Linked DNA regions of Mus musculus: region 2 is linked to region 1. The links are chromatin contacts, called in public Hi-C maps. All regions are on one chromosome and are shown on one strand. The core of a region is the stretch at or near the end of the contact, and the rest is flanking DNA. Distances in the headings are between cores, read along the strand shown.

Region 1 (5,564 bases), core at 995-3,494:
GCTGAGGATAGATCTTGGGTCCTTTGGGAGCAGCGAGTTCTCTTAACCTCTGAGCCATCTCTCCAACCCCTTTCTAACATACTGGAAATCCCACATTGTAAAGCACAGTAAATACGGCTTATATCATGGTGTCATTTCCGTCTTCACTTGGAAATCCTGAATCATTTCCATAAGAATTGAGCCTGTTTGTCCCTTCATTATTTCTTATATTAATAGTGTGGTTGTTGCCAGCTCAGACTATAAACACAAATGTACACGCAGACTAGAAATAGTGCTTATTAGTTATAAGTGGCCATTTTGTAATAACAGCTCAGCATATGTTTATGTTAATGTATTTGTGTGAGGGTATGTGTAGTATAAGTGTGGATATGCTCATGTGTATGAAGGCGAGTGTGCTCCTTGGTGTGCGTATAGATGCCTGAAATTGACTGCAGGTGTGACCGTCTCTTGTTTGCCATTGTGTGTGTGTGTGTGTGTGTGTGTGTGTGTGTGTGTGTGTGTGTGTGTGTGTGTGTGCTTTTGAGTTAAGGTCTCTCACTGTGCTTGTTGTTTCAGCTAGGCTGCCTAGCCAGCAAGCTCCAGCCATCAGCCTGTTCAATCAGTGCTGAGGTCACATGCACATGCTGCTAGCCCTGCCTTATATGTGGGTGCTGGAGATCTGAGCCCAGGCCCACATGCTCACACAACAAGCAGTTTACCCTCTGAGCCATCCATCCCTCGCGTCCCTGTTAACTTGTCTTAGACAGAGACTTTAGATCAATACTGACCTATTTTGAGAACTCACAGACCCTTGAAAACTACACCCTGGATCCCAGTTTAGGAAATACTCTTTCAGTATAATTTTAATTAAAACTTGTTACATTGCAGTATTTTCTTGAAGCAATCAATCTATACTTCTCAAAGTAGTGTGTAATTCAGACGTTGACTAATTTGCCATTTTCTTCTTTAAAGGTTTAAATTATAAATGTTTTACAGAATAGATTGTTTACTTTGCTGTAGCTAAAGGAGGAAAATTTTAGTGTAGTTGAAAATATAATATCACTTACCAAAGTACAGGTTACACTAGATAGTGAAGTCTCCAGAAATGGTTGCATTGCTAAAATCATACAAGTCCGGTTTCTCTTCGTAGAATAATGAACTTTTTTCTTCCCAGTTTCCCTTTCCTCTGCTTCTTAGTTCCTTCATCTCTCTTCTCCTCATTTCTTTTCTTTTGATGTACACAACATGTCTTCTCTGTCGTCCATGCCTGAGCTGAACTGTACCATTTATACATACTCGTGGTACATTCGCTCACCCTGTACCATTTGTATATACACGTGGTGCATTCACTCACCCTGGCTCTGGCCTTCACAGGCTCTGTGTGGCCTTGGACAAATCCCAGTTTCTTCACTCTAAGAGCAGCACCAATGGTATCATATATGTCCCAGGGTCTTTTGAAAATTGTGAGTCTTCATGGGCAAAGTGACCCTATGTCTAGGACTTAGTAGAATTTGTTCAGTCTGCTCTCTTCAGGGTCTAGTTTTTTCTCAGCAGTCCATTGATGCAAATAAGAAGAGGACATAGCACAGTTCTGTCTTCACAGGACTTGTATTTTACAGTATGATGCGATATAATAATAGTGGTATTTAGGGAATCAGAAGGAAAAGTCATCACAGAGGTAACCCCTGAACAGAATTGTGAACAGCTAAAAGTGAATGGGCTGCTTCTGTCATGTAATAGAGCTTTAAGATATGCAAATTAAGCATGCTTTGCTTTGCTCTGTTCTTGAATTAATAGAACATCATATCTTAAGAGTTTGCCTATTCTTGTAGCCAGGAAAGTGATATTATTATTATCACCGTAGCCGTCGTCATCATCATCATCATGCTATCTCCAGAAGAGCCTTCTCATAGAGTTTCTATTTGTGATCCACAGTGAAACTGTCTTTTATCTCCTGCAAGCATCTTCCTGCAGCTTTGCTTCCACTTCCTCTCTACCCTTTTAGTCATGTACTGAAGGTCTTGGCATGTCAGGTCAGCATTTTTCACTGTGGAAAAAGGAAAAGTTGGGAACAATGACGTGGGATATTTGTCACATTTTCCTTTGCTTTTTAAAAAAATATATAAGTGAATCACAAATTCCATTACAAATCCTAATGAAAACCTTGCTTTATAAATTTGACGTTGGAATCATAGAGACTGGCTACTGTGGGATGCCATGTGGCCTAGCGCCTCCAAGTGTGTCCTTAAAAGCCTGTGGACAGCAGTGAGGATTCTTGGCTCTGCCACTGTGGAAATGAGGCAGATTTTATGGGGAGAGCTAATGGCCTTCAGGAGTCAAAGTATTGGGGGAGGACCTTAGCAGTCTATTCCCATACTCCTTTATGATGGTCGGGCTTTCCTTTGGTTACCTTTAAGGAGTACTGTGTGAGGAGTTTAATAGACCCCCTACCCAGTCCCTCTTTAAGGACAGGAACTGCATCCCTCTTAGCAAGCGCAGATGCTGACAGTTTAGTCCAAGATTGAAATCCAGGGAGAATTGGTTGTTTTGTGTCAAATCTACTTGAAACAGTTGGGCAAGAAGCACACTAATTATAGCCATTGTTGAGCAGCAGAGAGCAAAGAGCAGCAGTAGGTTCTCAGAAGGCCTTCATGACTCAAGATGAAATCAGCTACTCTAGAATAGCTCTATCTATAGCTCGAGGGGTTTCATCCTGGAAGTTATGAAATAGAATTTTAGATCATGGGGTAAATCCTGGCTAGCTTCTGGAGGCAGCTTCAGCCATTAAAATTTCCCATCAACCATTTCATCTGTAGGATTTGCTTTAGGGTTCTAAGAATGTGGTTTGGTTTGAGCCTGCGCTGGTCTCATGTGCTGGTCTCTGTAAGTTCAAATGTGTATCAGTCCTGCTGTGTCTGGACACTGTTTCCTTTGAGTCATCCCAGCGATGACAGGAAGTGGACGCAAGTCTCACCCCTAACTAAGATGCTATTTGCAGTTGATACTGGCTAGGAAAGGGAAATCAGTTTTCTCCAGCAGAGTGTTTTGGGATGTATCAACCACACTCCAAGGAAGTCAGTGTAAAACAGGCTCCATGGGACTTGGAGTTTTTAAGGGGGTGCTATTTAGAGTTTGTTTTGTCTTATTAGTTTTTTGTGTTTTATTTGATTTTCATTTTTGTTTTGTTTTTGGAAAGGGGGAGTGGGAGAAAATATCAGGTTGGGTAGGTAGGGGTCTGGGGTGAATTTGGGGAAAGGGAAAACATGATCAAAATTATGAAAAATTTTAAATAAAAGATTATAAAGAATATATAAGCAAATGAGCTTTAAAAAAAAAAACCAAGCATTACATTTTGATACTCCTTATCAGACCTGCTCTGGCAAATTCGTAGAGCGTGTCAGAGCAGGTCGCTGTGTCTGTATGCACATGCTGCAGGAGACACTTTTATTTCTTAATGTCTCAACTTAAGTTCGGTGACTCAAGTTTCCTGTTTGGACAGTGCTGTCAACGAGAGGGCACGAGAAGGGAAAGCTGTAGGTATTATCAATTGCCCTTAAGTGATTCTGCAAAGGCAGGAAAGCCAGAAGACCCGGCCTCGGATAGACCTGCATTGGGTATAGCTTCCTTCTCTAAGGGCCTGCATTAAGTTAAAATAGTTTTGACAGCATCTTTAACTGAACATCTTTGTCTCCAAACATAATTAGTGTTTAAAGCGGAAGGCATCAAAGTCCAGGTTTTGTGGCTTAGACAGCAGCTCCATCTGGTGCTTACTGGAGGTGTGTGCTCCTTTCATCTCCGGGTTCCAAGCAGCATAGATACAGATGTGCACAGGCCTTTCAAAGGAACGGCCACACTAAAACTGGCTTCTAGCGATGACGTGAGTTAACTGGTCTTGATGAACCTCATTTGGCAGTTTTGTTAATGTGGTTGTTGCTGATCAATTCAAAAGCCATCATTTGGTTTAACTAACATACTCAGATGGAAATAATTTTTCATATTTATTAATCTTGGAGAAAAATAAAGCACATACTACTTACAAAGAAAACCTGTAGTACCTTACGAGGAATAGGTCAGCTTGGTTAACAAGCTATTAGGCAGGATGTCTTCCTCTTTTCTGTTCAGTGTCATATGATGCTTAGTATACAGGATGTGGTTTTTAAAAAAGAAAACTTGCTGACTCGAAGGAAATGCCTCAAGTTGCTAGTAGAAATTAATTCTGAATAATAGGTTTACACAATTTTTCTGCATTCATTGTATTCCATGTTTGCATTGGGGTTTTTTATTTCTTCAAGAAGACTATACTACAAAAAAGGGGCAAGGCTAACAAAAGTAAATTAGCAATTTTAAACATATGCTAGGCCCAGCAAATGGCTAAGCAGGTAAATTTGCTTATGCTAAGCCTAACAACTTGATACAGTCACTGGAACCTGCATGGGTGAGAAGAAAAACTGACTTCTGCAGGTTATCCTCTGACCTCCGCAGACATAAACACATACATCAAATAAATACATTTTGTAGACGAAACATACATAGTATAGCCCTAGTCTCAGTTCTGGTCTCACATTTACTGTAAATGTAGGAGAATTACTTTCTTTTCTGGTCTTCAGAACCCCTGGTTCATCAAACAACAGAAACAAAATGAGAGCTTCGTCAGTTTTAACATTCTCAGATTTGAATTGTGCTCTCTTTCCCTGCCTTTTCTGCCTCTCTTATTCTTCTCTGTCTTCCCCCCACTATCACCATACAACATTATCTACTTTCTCCTATATTAAAATCAAGAAGTCCTTTTTGAATCTAACTCTTCCTACCCAAATCTTTTCCAAAGAGTCATCTGCCAGTGTCCTGCCACTTTGCTGTCCAGCCCACCAGTCTGAATTCCATCCTCACTGCTACACCAGAACACAGAGAGGCCAGCCTACGCTTGTTCTGCCAAGTGTACTGGGACACATAGGCCCTCATTTCCCAGTACCCCTGAGCAGCATAGGAAATAGCTGTCTGCTCTTCTGGCGTCCGCCTCATCGTTACCTTGAATGTAGCTTTTATTTGCCCTTTTTTCTGAGAGAAAGGGGTAGTTATGTCTTCTCCCTGGTTCACCCCCAGCATGTTCTCTACCATCCCCATGCTCTTCCTAGCCTAGAAAATACCCCCAAGCACTTGAGAGGCACACAGTTCTCTCCTGTGTTCTAGATTGGTGAAAATCAACAGCCTACTCTGTTGTATGTGGGCTCACAGAGCATGCTCTGATCATCTTCCCTGCAGAAGTTATGCCATCTCCAGTATTCCTATCTTGGTAAATATCCTTGCACATTGTTGGAATAAACTCCACCTCAGCACCTCTTAACTCTCTCCAAAGTCCAGTCATTCTTTGAGATAAGTTTCCCTGCCTTGCCTGATACGATGCCACACCCTAGGGCAGATTCTCATTAGATCTTAGCATGCCTGTAGCAGCCCTTGAAACATTTTCTTGCCTTTTATTCTTCCTTCCAAGGTCTATTTTCTGTCCAGCCCAAACTGTCTTTTGTAGCTCAGGTTTATTGAAGTTTAATTTGCATATAATAAAATTCATCCTTTTTAGTGTTCAATTT
Region 2 (5,564 bases), core at 894-3,393, 460 kb before region 1:
TTATGAGGGAGGGGAGGAGCTTAGGGGAGGGGAGGAGCTTATGAGGGAGGGGAGGAGCTTAGGGGAGGGGAGGAGCTTAGGGAGAAAGCAAACCACGACTCTTCTTCAGGAGCCTTCTAGTTAGGGGATGTGCTGGTGCAGGAAGCTCTGTGGTGTTCCCTCTGGCCAGCTTAAAGGCTCACTCGTGTCTCTTACCTTCCCGTGGGTTCTCTCTTTTCTATAGGCAAGGGAAGCTCTGGCCCTACTCATGTACCTCTGAAGGGCTTCCTGTAGTTCATTCCCATGCCCTAGGCTCCTTTGTGAACCCATGGGGTTCAGAGAATGAGCTGGCAGCAAGGAACTCCTTATGGGGGGAGTGCCAGGGCTGGCCACACTTAACACCAAGACAGTTCCTTGTTCTCTGGTGACCAACTTTACTCCAATCTCTGCCAAAGTCTAAACCTTCAAGTCCTCATCTCTTTCAACAGCATGTCATCCTTTGGAATTAGTTTTCCTCGACTATGCTGTGACCTCGTCATAGCTGGTGGGCTAAATACAAGTTTGGAATTTGCAGGGTTTCTGGCTGGGAGCCATGTGGCCTCTCTGTCCTGCTTGGCTACTGTGGTTAGCAGTTTTATGTTCACACAGGCCTAGGTTCTGTTCTATGCCCACCATGAGCTAACATGGCTCTTCGGGACGTTCTTCTGACTCGGATCTCAGTTTATTCCTCTGTAAAGGGGGCTGTAGCTGCCTATCTCAGAGAGGCTCCGGGAGGGCAGGGAGCCCCTCCCCCCACAGCACTCTGTAAGGCTTACTGTCTGCCTCTTTGCACATCGGCTGTAGAAGGCTGTTGTGGGCAGGGCTGGGTCTGCTCCCAGTTCAGAGGCTTCTAAAAGTATGTCCAGCCCCCTCATGCTTGCAGCACCTTTGGCCTCTCCGGGCTGGCATGGGGGCTTCAGCAAGGTTGGCTAGCTGGAGCAAACCTTCTCCTTGGACCAGTCAGTCACCCCTGTACCACAGCCCCTTCTGCCTGATTTAGGGCCCAAACCTCTCCCTGTCTCTGCCTCACCAGCCAGCTTCCTTCCTCTGAACCCAGGGCTCCTTGGAGCCCCTATGGCCTCTGATTCTGCTGAGGTCTTGGTAAATTTTTCAGGTCTGCATGGAGGCCCAAGTGCCTGCTTCTGGAAGCAGAGTAGCCTGAGCTTCCTGTACCTTCGGGCCTCCCTGATGCCTGTCCCCAGGAGGCTGCACCGGGAAGCTGGGGTGGGAAGGTACTTGCCTTCAGACTGCAAGGTCAGACTGGTTTCTTCCTGCCAGCAGGAGGCCCTAGGGAGAGAACAGGCCAGACCTTCCTGGGTGGCCAGACCTGCTGCTGCTTGTGGGGTTGCAGGGAATGTCTTGGAAGGAGATTTGGGTTATTTTTTTCCCTAGGCCCACATCCCTTTGCTTTTCCTGTATTTTTGATCTGAGGGGGCCAAAGATCAAGCTGGTCCAAGGGCAGAGAATTGGAAACCTGAGATATCCTTGGAGCTAAGGGCTACCAAGCAAGCATGGAGCTGTGTCTTGAAAGGTGCACAGGGTTTAACGAGGTCTACACAGAGAGCACGTGGGCCTTGGGTGCTAAGTAGATTGTGGATCTGGTCTCTTTCTGCTGGCCGAGAACACCAGATGAGGGACCCCATTTAGTAGCATGCTCCCCATAACATCCTTGCTCCTTTCCGGCCTGGTAGTCTCATTGTCCTTTGGCTCTCACTAGAAGGACACTTTCTACGGAAGGCCTTCCTTGATCGCTGCCATACCCTGGGGGCTCCCTGGCCTTTCCCGTAAAGCTCTTTCCAATATGTTCTCTACCTGTATGACCACTGACAGATGATTGCCTCTGTCACCAGGCTTTATAAGGTTCTTTAGGTCAGGAGACTCAGGGTTTGGTGGTCTCAGCCTCCAGCCTAGTGCTTGGCACAGAGTAGATGCTCACTAAACAGCTATGTGAAACTGAGTAGGACACCAAGCAAAAAGAGGTAGGACTGAGAGCTGCCCAGTGAGGTGTGCACGGTGCCCGGGTGCAGTGAGCCAGGCTCCTTTGTGTCATTAGGCAGCTCTTTAAAGAGCTGTTTGCAGGAACAAAAGCCACACAGCTGCCAGAACCCCAGTGGGTGGTTGGCCTGCTGAAGAGCAATGGACTGAGCCAACTTGTCACACACACACCCCAGGCAGGCTGGTGACCCTGGGGAGTGGAGCCAGCCATGAGCTGGGGGCTGTGGGAAGCAGGACCATTGGTGGGCCCAGTCCTGACCTCACCAAAATTATGTTTCAAACCTGCAAGAGAAAGGGGATATTTTTAACCTTGTTCCATGAAGGCATCCCAGGGGAGCAGGGAGGGAAAGGAGGCAGAAGCCAGGTTGGGGGAGGGGCCTAGAGCAGGGCTGGGGGCTTTCAGAGAGCCCCTGAGAACAGTGTTTCCCCCTTTGTCCCCAACCCTGTTAAATTTTTTAAAAGCTCCAAACAGCAAGAGGGACAGTGGAGTTCATTATATCGAGTTATCTCCTCCGTTTCAGGCGAAGATCAATCTTATGAGTCTTGCAGCTCCAAGGGGGAAGGGAAGAGAAGGAAAATGGGAGGCGAAGGAAAAAAACTCCCTGGACCAATTTCCGCTGGCTAACACGATTACCCGGCTGCCTGGCAGCAGCGCCAGCTGTTGGCAGGCATGCTGGCCCCCTGCCAGCCTCTCTCAGCTGCTGGCTGCCCCAGGGCTCCCTCCCGAGTGGGGTGGGTTGGCAGGTGTGAAAGCCCCACGTGCCCCTTGGTTGGGGCTGCTGAGCGTGGCATCCCAGAGATGCTGCAAGCCCCACTGGTACCTGTCAGTCCCCCACTGTCACAGAACAGCCTGTGCTCGGGGTCCTGCCCTGATGAGGGTGCCTTCCTGCTTCCCACGGGAGACTTTTCCTTCAGAGAGTTAAGTCGCTGATAGCTGGCTCCACTAATTTATTTATTCACTCAACAAACAAGTTTCTGAGGATTCACTTGGCAGCACACAGTTCACACAGAAGTTCAGAGGCGAACAAGGTATCTGTGGTCTGCATTGAGAAAGAGACAGACAAGGGACAGGGACACACATACCCAAGCAGGGCAAGGACAGGTGCAATATAAATGCTGTGAAGGTGTGAAGGTGAGTGGTTAGTATGCCCAGGCACTATACTTGCGGGCTGAGGGGAGGGAGGAGCTTTGCACCAGGAGTAAGATGTCTACAGCCTGAGGCTAGCCCACCTAACAATGGCCAGAGGCCACAGTGATTGGAAGGGGGTTCTGAGAGTGGGGCAAGCCCTGAAGGCGTTATGATGGGTTGCTGATACAGGCAGCCGCAGCATGTCCTGAGTCTGCCGTGGGCTTTGAATTGTTGTCCATAAGAGTTGCCCAATTCCAGCAGGGTGAGAGCAGAGTGGGACAGAGTGGGAGCTGAGTCCTCAGGGACTGGATGTGTTTTAGGAACAATGTCAGTGGCTGGTGATGGTTTGGGTGTGGGTGTGGGGTAAAGAGGAGTCAAGATGGAGGGAGATGTACTTTAGGGTTAAAAATGAAGTTCTGTGTTGGACGGGGCTTCTAGGAGGGCAATGACAAATCGGCTTCTAGTTCTGTAGCTGTGCTCAGGAGACCGGGGCTAGCACGAGGGAGCCAGAGGCAACTGTGTCAAAATCCCAGACCCGAGAAAACCAACCAAGGAGTGAGGGGTCAGGAGAGGGAAGAGGGCCTGTGAACACTGACCTCTGATGTTTGGAGTGAGAGTGACCAGAGGAGAGTAGTCCTGGGAGGCCAGAGATAAGTGTCTACATGTGGGAGAAGCCATCAGCTCATCGGATACCGTCCAAATCTTGCGGACCAGGGCATAGAGCATGACCATTGGTCTGACCAAACGGCTTTCTGAACATCTGTTATGATCATCTTGTGGAGTGGAGGGGATCGGAGCCTGGCTCCCGAGAGCGCTTCGATATACTAGTCAGGACGGCACTGAAGACAGAAAGAGCTGAGAGCTGAGCATCTTTTCCCTCCCTCCCTCCCTCCCTCCCTCCCTCCCTCCCTCCCTCCCTCCCTTCCTCCCTCCCTCTTTTCCTCCAGCTAACACTTCCTGCCATGATACTGTGCTAGACTGGACCTTGGGCTTAATCTCTCTGATTCTTAGGCTTTTGATTTTTTTTTTTCTTTCTGCAAAAAGGAGATGTCACCTCAGATGCCACTAGATCTCAGTGACTAAGACTCTCCCTGTGTAGCCAGGGCTGTTCTGGAACTCACTGTATAGACCAGGCTGGCCTTGAACTCACAGAGATCTACCTGCCTCTTCCTCCCAAGTGCTGGGATTAAAGACGTGAACCTGGCTGGAACTAATCTTGAGTAAAAGCTGTCATGGGGAATTAAATAACATGTCAGCCAAAATACGTGTTTGGAGGGCATTTGGCAACAATTAGAAAAATCTGGAGTGGGTATATGCTTTGACCTACTCTTAGGGAATGTGCCTAATGAAGTGCATTACACAAGGAAGCAGAATTCCCACCACCCAGTAGGTAATGTTTGAAACAGAGTTGGAACCCTCCAGGCAAACTTCTTTGGGGCTCCTAGTCATCTGGAGAGGGTGTGCCCCCTTGTGGAGGAGCACAGTATAGCTCGTATGGCACTTCCAGGCTCCAGACTCTGGGTGCTCTCTAACTAGGAGCCCTTGGGCAGCTCACCATTCAACACCCCGGTATCCTCAAGAGCAGTGGTTCTCAATCTTCTTAATGCTGCAACCCTTTAATACAGTTCCTTATGTTGCAGTGACTCTCAACCATAAAATTACTTTCATTGCTACTTCATAACTGTAATTTTGCTACTGTTAAGAATCATAATGTAAATATCTGATATTCACATGTCTGGTATGCAACCTCCAAAGGGCTTGCAGTGTACAGGTTGAGAACCCACTGCTCCAGAGAATGATGGGCTGAGTGTCCCCATGTCAATGAGGACCAGTGGGGTTAACACATGGCTCTCTTGGCCTGCCATCTGGTGTACACGTAGGCACTCAGTGAGCACAAGCAACAGTTGGTACTCTGTGAGGACATTTGTGGAAGAACACAGGATCCGGTGCACCCTGTGTAGACCCTGCATATGCACCTCTCTACAGGTTCACGTGGACCCCAGAGGGCACTCAGTACCTCTGAGAAGTGGCCTGGAACAGGAATTTGTCTATTGTACTTAAATAATAAAACAATACTATGCAGTGATAGAAATTTAGATTTTTGTTGTTGTTGTTTGAAGCAGGATTTCTTTCTCTGTGTAGCTTTGGATGTCTTGGAACTCACTCTGTAGACCAGGCTGGCCTCGAACTCAGATCTGCCTGTCTCTGCCTCCTGAGTGCTGGGATTAAAGGTGTGCATCACCTGTGTTTGGAAATTTAAATTTTTACCTCCTCTTGGAAGTCTTCTAGGACTGCACCAGCCCAGAGCTCTCAACTGTCAAATCTGTGTTTGGAAAGCAACCCCATCTCACCCCCATGGCTGCTATGAGCGTGTGTGTGTGTGTGTGTGTGTGTGTGTGTGTGTGTGTGCACCCTCAGGCTA

The links. A called contact is a pair of places that touch in the nucleus more often than the background predicts.
Region 2: a contact with region 1 is called in a Hi-C map of the N1E-115 cell line, with 3 times the contacts expected there. The contact joins two enhancer-like sites.

The regions. Positions count from the first base shown.
Region 1 is chr9:56,263,036-56,268,599 of GRCm38.p6, reverse strand. The region is part of intron 3 of Peak1 (pseudopodium-enriched atypical kinase 1); the gene reads left to right. It overlaps Peak1os (a long non-coding RNA gene), which reads right to left. Exons shown (of 6, transcript XR_003948326.1): 5 at 1,047-2,026. Among named protein-coding and RNA genes, the nearest start is that of Peak1os, 24 kb to the right of the region's middle. Within about 2 kb of position 2,244, at least 93 of the 459 cell types and tissues checked have an H3K27ac peak or open chromatin away from gene starts, as enhancers often do. A contact at or near this core is called in the N1E-115 cell line, where this site is marked.
Region 2 is chr9:56,725,065-56,730,628 of GRCm38.p6, reverse strand. It overlaps a transcript of Lingo1 not described here. Among named protein-coding and RNA genes, the nearest start is that of Gm31586, 69 kb to the left of the region's middle. Within about 2 kb of position 2,143, at least 22 of the 459 cell types and tissues checked have an H3K27ac peak or open chromatin away from gene starts, as enhancers often do. A contact at or near this core is called in the N1E-115 cell line, where this site is marked.